Regions from separate parts of the Anser cygnoides genome. Here all the other regions are linked to region 3. The links are chromatin contacts, called in public Hi-C maps. All regions are on one chromosome and are shown on one strand. Each heading gives the region's core, a stretch centred on a gene start, on an enhancer-like site or on the middle of the called end of the contact. The rest is flanking DNA. Distances are from core to core; before and after follow the strand shown.

Region 1 (4,135 bases), core at 1,244-3,743, 160 kb before region 3:
AATGTGGGAGGCAGTGAGAGATTTGTTCTCTTAATTGCTCTGCGTTAATGCATTCTGAGTACTGTGACACTTTGTCACGTTACTGATTATTACTAATTTTGTCTTAATTCTGAAAGTACTTTTATCTTTCAATGGAAAGCTGTTCAGTCATAATTTTAAGCCTTGACTTCATTTTAATGGCCTTCTCAGCCATGCTGCCTTCTCATAAAGAAGACCTGATGTGCTGGTTGTCTTTGTTTAACACAAATATTAAAACATGTTACAAATGCTGAGCTACTCCTTGGCTGTTATATTTCCTAAAATCTGTGTAAGAAGAGACTGGCAAGAGCTCTTAGAAAAACACTGTTTGATTTATGCTTCTGTTGAATTATAGAGCCTATGAATTACAGTTGATATAAGTGGCAGTAGGAAGATTTTTGGCTTCTCCAGTCAGATGTGGAAGAGAGAATCTAGACCCAAAGTCTAGTACCTAAGTCACGAGATCATCTTCTTGAAGGCAAAAAGCTTGTATTAAGACTATAATCGAGAGTAATTAGCAAAGTGATGAGCTGCACTCAGGAGCACAACAGTTACTCAGAAACTCCAAGGAGATGATTGGTAGTAATCTCAAACTGTTTATCACCTTCATTCACTAAAAACATGCTTTAGCAGAAGAAAAGGGGAGAAAGGAGCAAGTGCTGTGTCTGGCATTGTAACTCATTTCCCTTGATTATTCTGGTGCGCCGAGTTAACTCCCCAAAACTAACAAGAAACTGTTTCCCAGAAAACAGTCTCAGACTAGCAAGTTTTTTCAGCATTATTTGCACTGCTGTTTATTTCATGTGAGCTGATGAAAGTCCCAAGGGTTTACCTCTGACAAAAAGAGTGGGACAAACACACATGAGTGCCCAGCAGCTCAGCTCAGCTGTGGTCAGTCTGCCAAAGGAGATAATTCTGCCAAGTGAAATGGCTTCCAGGCTGTGCACTTCTGTGTCAAAATGACATTAGTGTATTTTGACATAAGTGCTGTCTTTTATCAGGGATAAGCTTCAAAGCCACAGAGATGGAGAGATGGGAAACTAGAGTTTGACAGAAAAAATAGAAGTTGACAGAAAAACATGAAGAGAATTTGTTAAAACAAACCCAACGCTCCAAGAACCAATGCTACCTTCAAGGATCAAATTTACAGCAAAGGATGTGTTATTGCTGTATGACCATAGTTTTGGCAAAATAGATAAATTTTCTCTGCAGAATGAAGAGAAAATTAAAAAGTCTTGTACCTGTTCTAATGACTGGAGCTCTAATGCCCCCTGCCCTGCTGATTAAAGAAGCTTAAACCAGGGTGCTGGTAACATCTGTTCATACGGAGAGTATGGAGCTAGTTAAAAAAGACAGATATGCCCACTCGTATTGATTTTGATATAAATTCTGGACAACTGAGATGCCTAAATAAAGTTCAGCAAGAAACTTTATAAATTAGGGGAGCACTTCAGTTTCACAGTTTGAGGAATGGTTACATTCAGAGGTGAAATTATTTGCAAAGTTTGCACGCATTGCACACCCTAATAACACCAAGACCTGAATGAGGTAACCCTGGTCCTAACCTGGAGCTGAACCCCATAGCTCGATTCATTTTTGGCCAGCAGAACTGTTGAGGATTTCTAATATTGTGGCTCCGGCCACAAGCCTTTGGGTCACAGACTTTCCCTGAACTCACTGATCGATCACTGAAGCTCACTGATTGATTACAGAGTACATGGAAAGCTGGATTAGTCTCTTGGAAATATAGAAAGAGGAACATATACCTTCATTTGTAGTAGTCATCACTGAGGTTTCATAGCTCTTTGCTTAGCAACACAGAATGTCCATTAAATGCCATGGGCCAAAGCTTTGCTGAATAGGGTTAAAGGTTCCTAACTTCACATCAACAAAATTTCCTGCTGGAGTGATTGTTAGGTCCAACAAGGTAGGTCATTTCCCTCCTGTGCATTTTCCTCCTCTTATCTCTGGTGACTCCAAAAGCACATAGGATTCACAGAAGCTAAAACTAAAACAACAACCTACATCCGGTCAATCAGGTCATCTCTGATCTTTCGGTCAGTCCCCTCTGACAGCAACACTGTCAATAAAAATGCTCAGAGATGCCAGTAAGTTTAATTCCCCTTTCCCTTTCCCTTGAAGCCTGCAGAAGACAGAATGATCATTTTCATCTTCTTAGCCAGATTTCAGCACTCAGAGAAGGGTACTGCCAATTATGGGTGACATCGTTTCCTCTGACAGCTGTCTATTAGCATGACTGATGTCTGCTCCAGAAGCTTCTGCAGGGCACACATAGAGATCAAAGACTTCTATCTAGGTTCCCTACCTCAAAATATTTACTTGCTGTCATTTGGAGAGATAGGGAAGTCATGGCCTCAACATCTGAAAACTCACTTGTGACACTTCCTAATGTGTCCCATTTGCCATTAATGTCCCCAGTGATATAAATAGGATATCACAAAGCCTACATTAGAGTAGTTTCCAGACAGAGATAGCTAGATCAAATTCAACCCGGATAAAGCAGAGGAAATACAGCTAGGAAAGAGGAATCACTAGGAAAATGGCTTTCCACACAAGTATACCTACAGAACACAAGCCCTGAAGATAAATAGACTCAAAGACTTTTTTGATTCAAGTAGGGCCTCCAATCTTTAAGTCCAGATATACCTGCTTAGATTTGATTCTTAGGTTGTTGTCATTGCTTAACACCATATAGTACAAAATTATTAAGTCACTTCAGCCATGTGAGGCTGAAGAAAACATTTAATCATCTTATTTAGCAATATAATTGTATAACTGCAGTATCACTGCTAAACTAATCCAGGCATTCCTGAGGGAAGAGATTAGCTCCACAACAGTTAAGGACAGTATTTTCAGACAGAAAAGAATATATTACAAATATCCTGCCATGTGGCAGATGAGTGAAAGTTATCTTATAGAGAGTTGCTTCTATTCACTCTTCTAAAGGTCTCTTGAAGATTTTCATAAGCAAGAATTTCACTGTATAGCAAAAGAAGATTTGCTGTATAGCAGTGACAGCATAAGCTAACAGACAATTCTGAAACATTATCTGTTTACAGCTGTGTATGCTGCTGCAAAGACTGCCAGACGAGTTCTGGTGTTTAAAAAGTTTGTACCAGGTCGACTAAAGCATGTAGATATTTTAGTCCCATTAAAACCCTGGTGGAAATCAACGAGTTCAGCCCTTGTTCCCAATCCGTGAATCTGAGAAGTAGTTTATTACTATTTTTTCAGATGCTCATTTGAAGGCAAGTTGAAGTCATAGTCCTGCAGTTAACTCCCATAATGTATTGCTAATTTTTATAGCTGCTCATGGAATGGAAGTCAACCTGCTTGTTGCTCCCAGTACATTTTGTAGGGCTTTGATTTCTGGACTCTAGCCAAAGTGTGGTATTGTTCAGGTCCTTTGTCTTGCCATTAAAGTTCTTATTGTTACGGTTTTGTCTGTTGGGTCAATGAGATTAGATTTCATCAGCACAGCAAACTAAAAAAAAATACAAGTTATTAGATAATCATTAAAGCACATCTGTTGCTTTTTTCAGAGTGCCAAAGTCTGAATTCCATTGAACTAGTGACATGGCACTTGACCAGCGCTTAGTTCAGCTATGGTCAATGAGCAGCAAAAGGATTAAAATATTAGCAGCTAGTTGATTCAACCTAATCCCTGGCAGTTTTGTTTAGACTGTAAGGGAAGGTGCCCAGAGCAAAAGAGAATGAAACAATTGCAGTAAGAAAATGCTAAAATTTTTGAGCCTGTTCCACAAACTGTGCTATACTGCTGCTCTACTTTGGTGTTGCGCCAAGACATTAGTTCCTCAGGTACTCTAAATACACTTTCACGGATATCCACCCTGAATTTCTTCAAAAGTGCCTGAGAACTTCTCAGCCTGAAAGACTGGCTGGTAGAGAATGGAAACAGGTATTCCCCCATCATCCACACACCCAAAGTGAACAGCAATCTGGACTATGGATGAATACTGTTTCACAAACACCAGCTTCTTTTTTCTTTTCAAAAATTTTTCTAACATATACCATGGAAAATATTTTAAATCATAGGCTTTTTTTCACATATCATTTTAGTTTTTTTTTTTTTTTT
Region 2 (4,719 bases), core at 2,200-4,699, 250 kb after region 3:
TCTAAGGCCATGACGCAGTAGGATAGCTCTTAGACTTAGCTCCCTTGAGAGTTCATTACCTACTGGTGATGTTTCAATGTCTAGCAACTGTAGTTCCCAGGCAGTAACGCAGTAACGCCTGCAAAGCATGTAACAGTATGTGGTACTCACCACCGCATTAGCTTCAGCCTAACAAACATGTGTTGTACCCAAGGAGGTACGTAGAAAAGTGAGGCCAGCAAGATGTGCGTAATTACAACTAGACTGCAACCACCCTCTTCATTTAACTGCCTATGCTATTCACCAGTTTTTGATCAAAGGGTTGACGCTTGGCATTTCCACAGAGCTTTTCATATATATCACTAATTGGTTTCCATATACCCTTCTTACTCCACATTAAGTATGGTGAAAATGAAGCACGGAAAGGATGCAATTTTCCTGCAAATATAAAAGAATCAAACATGAACTATTACAGTCCCCTGTACCCTGTCCAAGGCAACCTTGCTAACCTGTAAGTGTCTGGGTTTTGCTTGTGCAGTCTATGCCATTGTTCTGATTTCAGTGGCAAGAAATGGACGAAGTGTCTTAAACCACCTTGCATTGCTTGTGTGAATAGCCTTCACATATACCTCCAAAATGGTAGCGAAAGTACAACAAAAAGCTTTTGATTAAGGACAGGCAAATCTTCTATTCCTCTCGTCTGTGCAAGAGAGCAGAATGTGATTACTGCTTGGCAGAAAGTGTTAGGCTTTTTTGGGTTGTCTTTCGGGCTTGTTTTTATAAAGAAACAGTGGTTGGTGGGTAGCATGTTGTTGAAGACAGGTAAATCTTTATGTAGCACCTCAGAGGCTTGAAAGCCAACTAAGAGATGTCATGGTTGAATTAAACATAAATTTTCAATTTGCTTTTTACAAGGAATGACTCATTATTTTGCCTGGCAGTTACTTTAGTGGCAAAGCAATGTACTCTCTAATACTAAAAGAAATAGAAATGGCACATGTAATATGACGATGATTCAGCAGAGGCTGGTGGTGTGGGCTGTCAGCTAAATATCCTGTGAGATACTTTGTTGGCTAAGCCTAAAATTATTATGGGAGAAAGATAAATGGTACTCATGCTGTTTCTGGGAGATTTTTCTGTCTCTTATTTAGACGATATGCACATGACCATGGGTTGGTAACTGCCCTTGAAACACATGCTGGTGAACTCCGAGATTTATCATTTTCTCTGAGAGGAAAAAAGTCACCCATTAGTTTTATAAATATAACCAGGAAGCAGCTTTGTGCACTTAAAAGAAATCAGCAACAGCCTCTGCACCTCAGAGATTAATTCTGGGTGACATTTCAGGCACATAAGGTCCAGTAAAATTGATCCCAAACTAGAGAACACAAGATCATTTACTCCTTGAACAATAGGCAGGGAGACTGAAACATAAACCTTATCTCATTTCTGAAAATGGCTTGAATGGCTAGAACTGAACGGCAAAGGCTGCAGCAGCTCCAAAATTCAGGATGTGCACTGTCTAGGCTTCTTTTTTAGACCCAAGCCCTCATTTAGGACAAATAAATTATTATTAGAGCTGGTTTTAGGACTGTAATTAATAACTACTTAAAGACTCTCCTATTTTTTTCATCCTGCTGTGGTCTTTTTTTGAGGTATTATTAACATTATTGAAATTTCTGAATTGTTCCAAAAGGAAAGGCAATTTCAGATGGCTTGCAGACATTCATTTACTCAAGAAACAAACTTAATTTGGAACTGTCAGTTCAGCTAATTCAAAGTGGAAGCAGCTAAAGCAGGAGATGTCCTATCTGGGTAAAATAAATAAAAATAAAAGGAACTTTAGTGATAGTTCTCACAAAGGACTTTAATAAATGTAGGGTTAAGCTCGTGAATAATTGCTCCACCCCCCGTATAACCCCTCAAAGTCTGTGGATAGAAGCTAGAGGTGCCAATATTTATACAGAGAACTACATCAAATTATGCAGCTAAGAAGTCAGTATAAATTACCATCTAGTCAGAAAAAAATCACGCACACAAAATATTCCTCAATCAACTGTTTGCAACTGACATTTCCTCTGTAACTACGTAGGCACTCCAATCCTTCACCTATACTAGCTGCCTTAAGTGCTTAGACCAAGTGCTCTGATGTTGACCGAGCATTCTGGAAGGTTTTCACCAGAGAGCCACTTATTTTCATAAGAAATGTAGCAGCATTTTCGGCCATCCCTTTTTAAAATGCTCAGGTACTCCAGAATTTGCAAAAAATTTCCACACCTTGTTGCCTCCACAGCAGCTTCAGCCTTTTGTATGCATTAACATTTCAGAGTACTCCCATTACTCTAAAATACCCTCCTGTGAATTAGCACACTGAGATGGGAATCACTTTACTGACATTTCACACATGTTTTTGTAACACAGCCACAGTCGCAAGTCAAGTCTTCAAGTCCTTGTCAGTTCGACAAGAAAAAAAAAAAAAAAAAAGAAAGAAAAAAATAATCTGTTAGTGAGCAATCTTCACACTGGCCTCCTTTAGAAACATCCAAAGGTGTTGAGACATCTTCCCAAGCAAGAAGGAGTTCCTTGCAATAAACAGTCTGTGAAAGGGAAAGAACAAGTGTCTTGGGCAGAAAGAGAACTACATTTAGCTGAGATGAAACAAATGTGTCCTGTGAAACAGGAAGAAAAGGGGAGGGGGGCAGTGGAGAGGGCAGCAGACAACTCTGACTTGCTCGCTCTTTCCAGGCTTTGTATTTATTTCTGTCATGGATCTGAAAAGGCAGGCAGCAGACTTTGTAGAAGCGCCTTATGAAATGGGGTAAATAATGGACCCCAGATGCCCTTGTTTCCTTCATTATTCAGTCTAGGCCTTCAAAGCTGTTTTGCAGTGTGAGGTATCAGAGGGAGGTAGAGTGTTCTGTTAACAAGATTTCAATGAGCTTTGGAAGCAGGTCCAGGGAAGCTGCTGGAAATGTTTCAGACATACAGTACCTTTGTGCTTTTCTGACCCGTATGTAGTGAGAAAACACGGGACAGAGGGTGCCTCGATTTTTAAGACAACATCATCTAAACAATATGTACACAACGACAGTAACGCTTTGTATGTGTTACCCATTAATGCAACATTCTCAGAGCACCTAAAATACGTTAAATCACTTTAAGGAAAACAGCACTACTTCAAACTTGAATGCAGTTTAGGAGATGTATTAAAAATGCACAGCGAGCAAGTGGCCAGCCAGAGATGTGATACCAGGCATTCAGCCTCCTGCTTTCCCTGCTCCTTCCCCATCCCTGCTATGAGGCAACCCTGCCTGCCCACTTAGCAACAAATTGTCTGAGATGTGGACAAAACATATTTCACTTTTGCTTTGAGACCCACCCTAGGAATTTCTCTCTGCATACTTGTAAGATTCCTCATGACTCACCACAGCCTGGAGCGACCTGAACCCAACCGCCATGCCCACACTTGGGTTTGGGATGGGTTTGGAGTCGCCTGGCACTTCAGATCCAGCCTGCGTGGATCATCCCTGTTGCTGATAGCAATGTACTTTCCCTCGATTTCTTCACTTTTCCTTCCTCAGTAACATGAACATTTAAAAGCTAAACTGTGTCTGAGAAAGCTTTTTGAAGGAGAGATTCCTGGCTATTTCAAGTTGCCATTCTTCTCCTAGCTTTTGCTTTCTTCATTGTTGACACCAGCCGCTCTATATTTACTCTAACAACACTACATCCTGTGCGTGGAGATAGCTCTGTACACTCAGATGTTTCCGAGTCACCTCGGGTATAAGGATGTATTGTGCACTGCGTCCTTTTTGTTACCGTGTCCTACATGTTCTCAGAGTCTGCAATCTTATCTTAAAAAAACACAATGGCACCACCTAAAGGACATATTATGCATATAGGAAGACAGGCACATTTGCAACATCTCTCTCTACTCTGCCATGTGCTTGTGTGTGCAGGTACACGCATGCTTCTGGCAACACAGAGCCCTACAGCGGCAATTTTCATTTTCTCCAGAATCAGTGCAGCACAAAGCTTATTCATGATTATAAAATTATGCATACTGAAAGACATCCATATTTTTATAGCTCCTGTGATAAGACTGTAACAGAAAAGACAACTGTTAAAGCAGCTGCCCTTTTCTCTGCACTCAAAATGAATATAACAGGCATGCCTAATACAACAATTTGAGCGGTCTTAAGGAAGATTAAATATAGGAAGCAACACTGCTGCCAAGAGCATGGCAAGTCAGTATAATCCAGATAAATCTCACACAAAAATTGTGTTGGAATACAATAAATTAGAGGGGAAAAAAGGGATAGGAAATCCATTCTTTCTGTTGTATCTAGGTACTACAGGGGCATATGTACTACTACACATACTACTATGTGTTAAGAAATGGTCCTAAATTCCCAGAAGAATGGGGGAGTTTTTAAGAACAAGTTTGACTTGTTTTCTTTTCTCAGCATCAGTCATAGCTTTCATAGTTCGTTCTTATAGATCATTTTTTTTTTGTGAAAACACTTCATGCTTTCATAACTGAGGACAGGCGTAACAAAGGCTCTTCCTAACAAATATTTGAGGGTTTGATCACTTGGAATGTACATTTTTCCAAAACAAAACAAATGCAAACAACCTGAAAGCTAATACAAGCGAAAGTCTACTGGTGGTTACAGATCCAAGTTATATACGCATCTGACTTGCTCTAGTTACAAGAGTAAAGCAGAAGAAAAATCTGAT
Region 3 (4,291 bases), core at 1,565-4,064:
GCAGCCCCGGCGGGGTCCCCCCGGCCCCCGGCCCCGCTCCCCCGGCCCCGGCCCCGCTCCCCCCGCCCGCCCGGCCGCCCTTGGCGCGCTCCCCGGGACTTTCTAATTTTCTGCCGATTAATAAACACTTTTTGCTTTGCAATAAAAGAACAAAGATGGCGCGTAATACTGGCACGGGCAGCGCTTGCATACGTGTACAGGGATATTAATTTTAAAGAAACCCCCCGGCAGCGCTCAGCCGGCGGCGCGTCCCGCCGCCCGGGGGCTGCGCGGCGGGGCCGGCCCGGGGCTGCCCGTCGGGCCGGGAGCGGAGGCGGGCGGGGGCCGCCTCCGGCCGCGCTCAGCCCCGGCTCCCCTCGCACGGCCGCCGGCGGAGCGGGGCCCCCGCGGGCAGGGGGTGCGCGGCCGCCCCGCCGGGGGAGGCCCCGGGGCCGCTGCGGGCAGCCCCGGCCCCGCAGCCGCAGCCGCAGCCGGAGCGAGGCGGGCAGCGCCGGGGCTGAGCGCGGGGGGCGAGGGCGGCGGGGAGCGGCGCAGAACCCCCCGGAGCATACAGACCTCCAGCATCCAAGTGGCAACTATTTTCCTCATATATGGCAAGATTTCCTTCTGCACGCACTTGAAGTAGGACACCGAGGGCGAGCAGGTCTCCTCCGCCTTGAGCATTGTCTGCAGCACCCTGTCGTTGAGGAGGTTGGCATCCAGGTAGGCTCGTCGGATGGTCTCCACCTCGCAGCACAGCAGCTGATGTTCCATGTCTGCCTCCTTCGTCTCGAGTCAGTTTTCTCAAGGACTGAGTCAGTCTCTCGCTCGCTCTCTCTCTTCCCCTTCCAGGAGTCCCTTGGATGCTGCTTCTGCTACTGCCGCTACAGCCCTCTGGAGGCTGCAAAACTTTCTAACTTCCAACAAAACTCGTGTATAGTCCCTGTGACGTTACTGTTGTTAAGCAGAGATCAAAGCACGAGAGAGAATGAGAAAGAGAGAGAGAGAGAGCCAAAAGCAAGGGGCAGAGCCCTAAAGCCATCCCATAGGCTTCAAGTCCTTCCCCTTTGCTTAGCTTATAGAGAGCAGGGTTTTAATGCAAATGCAAATGAGACAAGGGCTTGCTTTCTTCAAGGGCAAGGGAGAGGTGGGGGAAACCCAAATTGTCTCTTCAGTGTATCATGCATAATTTTAAAAATGGAGAGAGTTCTGCAGTGGGAGCCAAATGATGAATGGGGCTAGGCCACACACAGGCACACATGGATATAAATACAGGGAGACGTGGTTGGTATTATTTTACGGGGGGCGCCAAGGAGGGGGAGCCGGGCAGCACCAGCGCCTCGCTCTCCCTTATCAATTATCGTGCCTGCCCTCACCGATGCGTACCTGGAATATCTGTCCTTTAAACACACGCGCTCCCGACCTGGACGTGCAGCCTTTGTAGTCGATCCCAAGGGAACAGCTTTCTCCTGTTTCCTCATTCTTCTTTTTTTTTTTTTTTCTCCTCCTCCCCAGCCCCTCGATGATTTTGCTGCGGGTCAGAAATTTAAAGGAGTTGGGGTCTCCCCCCCTCCTGCAAAGACGGTGCTTCGCCCTTCCTTCCTTCCTTCACGCCTCCCCTTTCACTTTCAAGGTTTTACCCTCCCGAAGGGGCACGGGGGTGGCAGGGGACACGGTGATAGCCGACTCAGCCGCGGCGAGTGGCAGCGCACGCCGGGCAGGCCGCGCTCAGCACCCCACCCCCACCGCACACAGCCACCCAGAAGAAAATATCCCAGCAGAGCAGCAAAATGGTGGCCAGGGCTTCCCCCGGCACCTACGGGGAGATGAGCCGGGGGGGGGGGGGTGCCAGCAGCCACCCGTGCCCACCAGGGCCGCCGTGCCGTGCTGCGCCGTGCCATGCGGCGAGGACAGCCTGTCCACGCGTGACGTGCGGCCGCACGGCCCCGCCGTAAATAACTCCCGGCCCCCAGCCCCGCCGGGCTGCCTGTACCTGAGAACGCCTCGCTTTGCTTTGTTTCTGGTAAAAAGCCTCCTTTAAACTACTCCTCGCTTTTCCACGGGCTGATAGGGGAGCTCGGGGCCCACTGGAAAATACCAGAGGCGAAGCCAACCCGGCTGCTCCGCGGGAGAAACGGCTGGGCCCAAAGCAGAGCAGGAAGGCCATGAACAACGGGGGCTCACGCTGCCTTGCGTGGGCCCACCCTGAGCACAGACATCAGCTCCGGGCTGATCCCACCTTGGGGGCACCCACCCGCGGCACGGCGCTCGCCGAAGCGTTGCCGGCGGGCTTTGCGGCGGCGCCGGGGGTCTCACGGCTGCAGCACGCACGCTGCGGGGCCGCGCAGCATCTCCAGTGCATGACCTCGGGGGAAGCGGTGCCAAGGCTCACAGGGCATGTTGGTGCACGGCTGCGTGCTTACGTAACCTCTCTGCACGGAGTATCTGCCCGCCGTCCTAGCTCAGTGCTGTGCGTGACCGCTCGTCTCCATTTTGTCTTCGCCCGCGTGCGAGGCCCACGGAGCTCAGTTCCCCTCGCGCTCGGCAGCCTGTGGGGCCGACCCGGGGGGTTTCTCGGCCGCTCCCCATGCCTGCCCCCGCGCCTGGCTGTTGGCTGCGTACGCGGGACACGCAGCTCTGCTCTCGCAGCGTACGGAGGCCGGGGAGGTTTCGATTTTTAATAAAGCAGCACGTGGTGACCCTGCAGTCGCAGGCCTGAACTCAGCCTGCCCACGACGCACAACTCGGGGATCCCGTTTAGTCAACTCAGGGAGCCCATTTAAGCTCCCAACGCCTCCGGAGCGAGCGGCTGGCTGGGGGCGCCGGCAGGAGCCGCCTCCGGGGAGCGCTCCCGCTGCCTGCCCCCCGCAGCAGCCCGGAGGTGCCCGCAGCCCCGGCCCCGCTGCGGGTGGGTGCCGAGCCCCCCCCGGCCACCCCTCAGGAGCCGGCGCTCCGCTCACACGCGGGGCCGGGGCCGGGGCCGGCGGGAGCGGCGTTGGCGCGGGGCCCGGGGGAGCCCCCGGCGCGGCGCGGGGCGGCGCGGCCGCAGGAAGCGCCCATTAGCACGGGCCAATGGCGGCGCCGGGCTGTTACCGGGCGGGCCGGGCAGATCTCGCCGCCCGGTCCCGCCGACACAAAGGGGACCGGCCCGGGGGGCGAGCGCCGCACGCGCCGCCGCTGGGCTCCCCGCGGGGCTCCGCGGCCCCCGGGCCCTTCCCCGCCCGGGGCCGCCCCGCACCTGCCCGGCCGGGTCCCGCCCCGCCGCTACCTGCCCGCCGGGCGGGGGGGGCGGCGCCCTAACGGCCTCTTAACGGCCTCCTAACGGCCCTCAACGGCCGCCCACGGCCAGGGGCCGGTCCGTCGGACCGAGCCCGGGGCTGTCAGTCAGTCAGTCGGTCAGTCAGTCAGCGCCCTGCCCCGCTGGTAGCGCGCTGGGGCTGCCGGCGGCGCTCGCTCCCTTCCCTCCCGCCCCGGTGCCGGTGCCGGTGCCGGTGCCGGTCCCGCTCCCGGTGCCGGTGCCGCCGCCCCGCCCCGCTCCTCCCCGGCCCCGCCCCGCCCCTCTCCGGCACTTTCTCATGACGTCACCCCGCCCCGCGCGCCGCCGCCGCCTCTGACAAAGGGAAGCCGCGGGCGCGCGCATTCCTGGCGTGCCGCCGGGCCGCGGGCACGCGCCTCCCGCCCCTCTCCCCCGGGCTGTCGGGAGCGCGCCTCCCTGCCCGCGCACCTGCCGGCGGGGTGCCACGGGCCGCTGGCCGTGGGGGCCGGGCGCTCGGCCCCGCAGCCCCCCGCCCTGCCCCGCCCCGCCCCGCCCCGCCCTGCCGCCCCCGCCCCGGCAGCGCACCGGCCCCGCGGCGACGTGCGGGTTCTCGCTCACCCGGCTTGGGCACAGGGGGAGAGGGGCCTCTGTCAGCACCTGGTGCCCGGCGAACGCGGGCTGGATGCTCTCGGCTTTGTGTTGACTGCAGGAGCGGTCCCATCGCTGGGGAGCCCGTCTGCCTGTGTGGGAGTGCCTTGGAGCAGGCTGTTGGATGTAGGTGGGGTGGCCGCGGGGACCCGCAGAGCGTGCCTCTTACCGCTCCGCGTCCTCTGTCAGAGGCTGAGAAGCGAGGCTGAGGAGCGAAGGACGCCTGCTTCGCCAGGAAGCGGTGCGCCGGGCGCTAGGAGTGACTAAGGACAGGATTTGGGATATCCCGCCGACAGAGCTGCGGTTAGGGCAGCAGTGACAGGAGATCCTCTTTAGCACCTGGAGGCCCACGAGCAGCTCCTGCTGTTTGAGCAGCCGGCAGCATGGCGGTCCCAGCGGGAGGAGCGC

The links. A called contact is a pair of places that touch in the nucleus more often than the background predicts.
Region 1: a Hi-C map of liver shows a contact between it and region 3, with 2.2 times the contacts expected there. The contact joins the enhancer-like site here to the promoter of CCND1 in region 3. A contact is called at or near these places in 2 of 7 Hi-C or Micro-C datasets (both in liver).
Region 2: a contact with region 3 is called in a Hi-C map of granulosa cells, with 3 times the contacts expected there. The contact joins the enhancer-like site here to the promoter of CCND1 in region 3. A contact is called at or near these places in 3 of 7 Hi-C or Micro-C datasets (granulosa cells and liver).

The regions. Positions count from the first base shown.
Region 1 is chr5:18,701,613-18,705,747 of Taihu_goose_T2T_genome, forward strand. No RefSeq gene overlaps it. Among named protein-coding and RNA genes, the nearest start is that of ANO1, 56 kb to the left of the region's middle. Within about 2 kb of position 2,494, at least 2 of the 3 cell types and tissues checked have open chromatin away from gene starts, as enhancers often do. A contact at or near this core is called in liver, where this site is marked.
Region 2 is chr5:19,110,017-19,114,735 of Taihu_goose_T2T_genome, forward strand. The region is part of intron 3 of LOC136790863 (a long non-coding RNA gene); the gene reads right to left. Among named protein-coding and RNA genes, the nearest start is that of SMIM38, 130 kb to the right of the region's middle. Within about 2 kb of position 3,450, at least 1 of the 3 cell types and tissues checked has open chromatin away from gene starts, as enhancers often do.
Region 3 is chr5:18,863,247-18,867,537 of Taihu_goose_T2T_genome, forward strand. It overlaps CCND1 (cyclin D1), which reads right to left and starts at 2,815. Exons shown (of 6, transcript XM_048058807.2): 1 at 1,366-2,815; 2 at 556-933. The coding sequence starts at 753.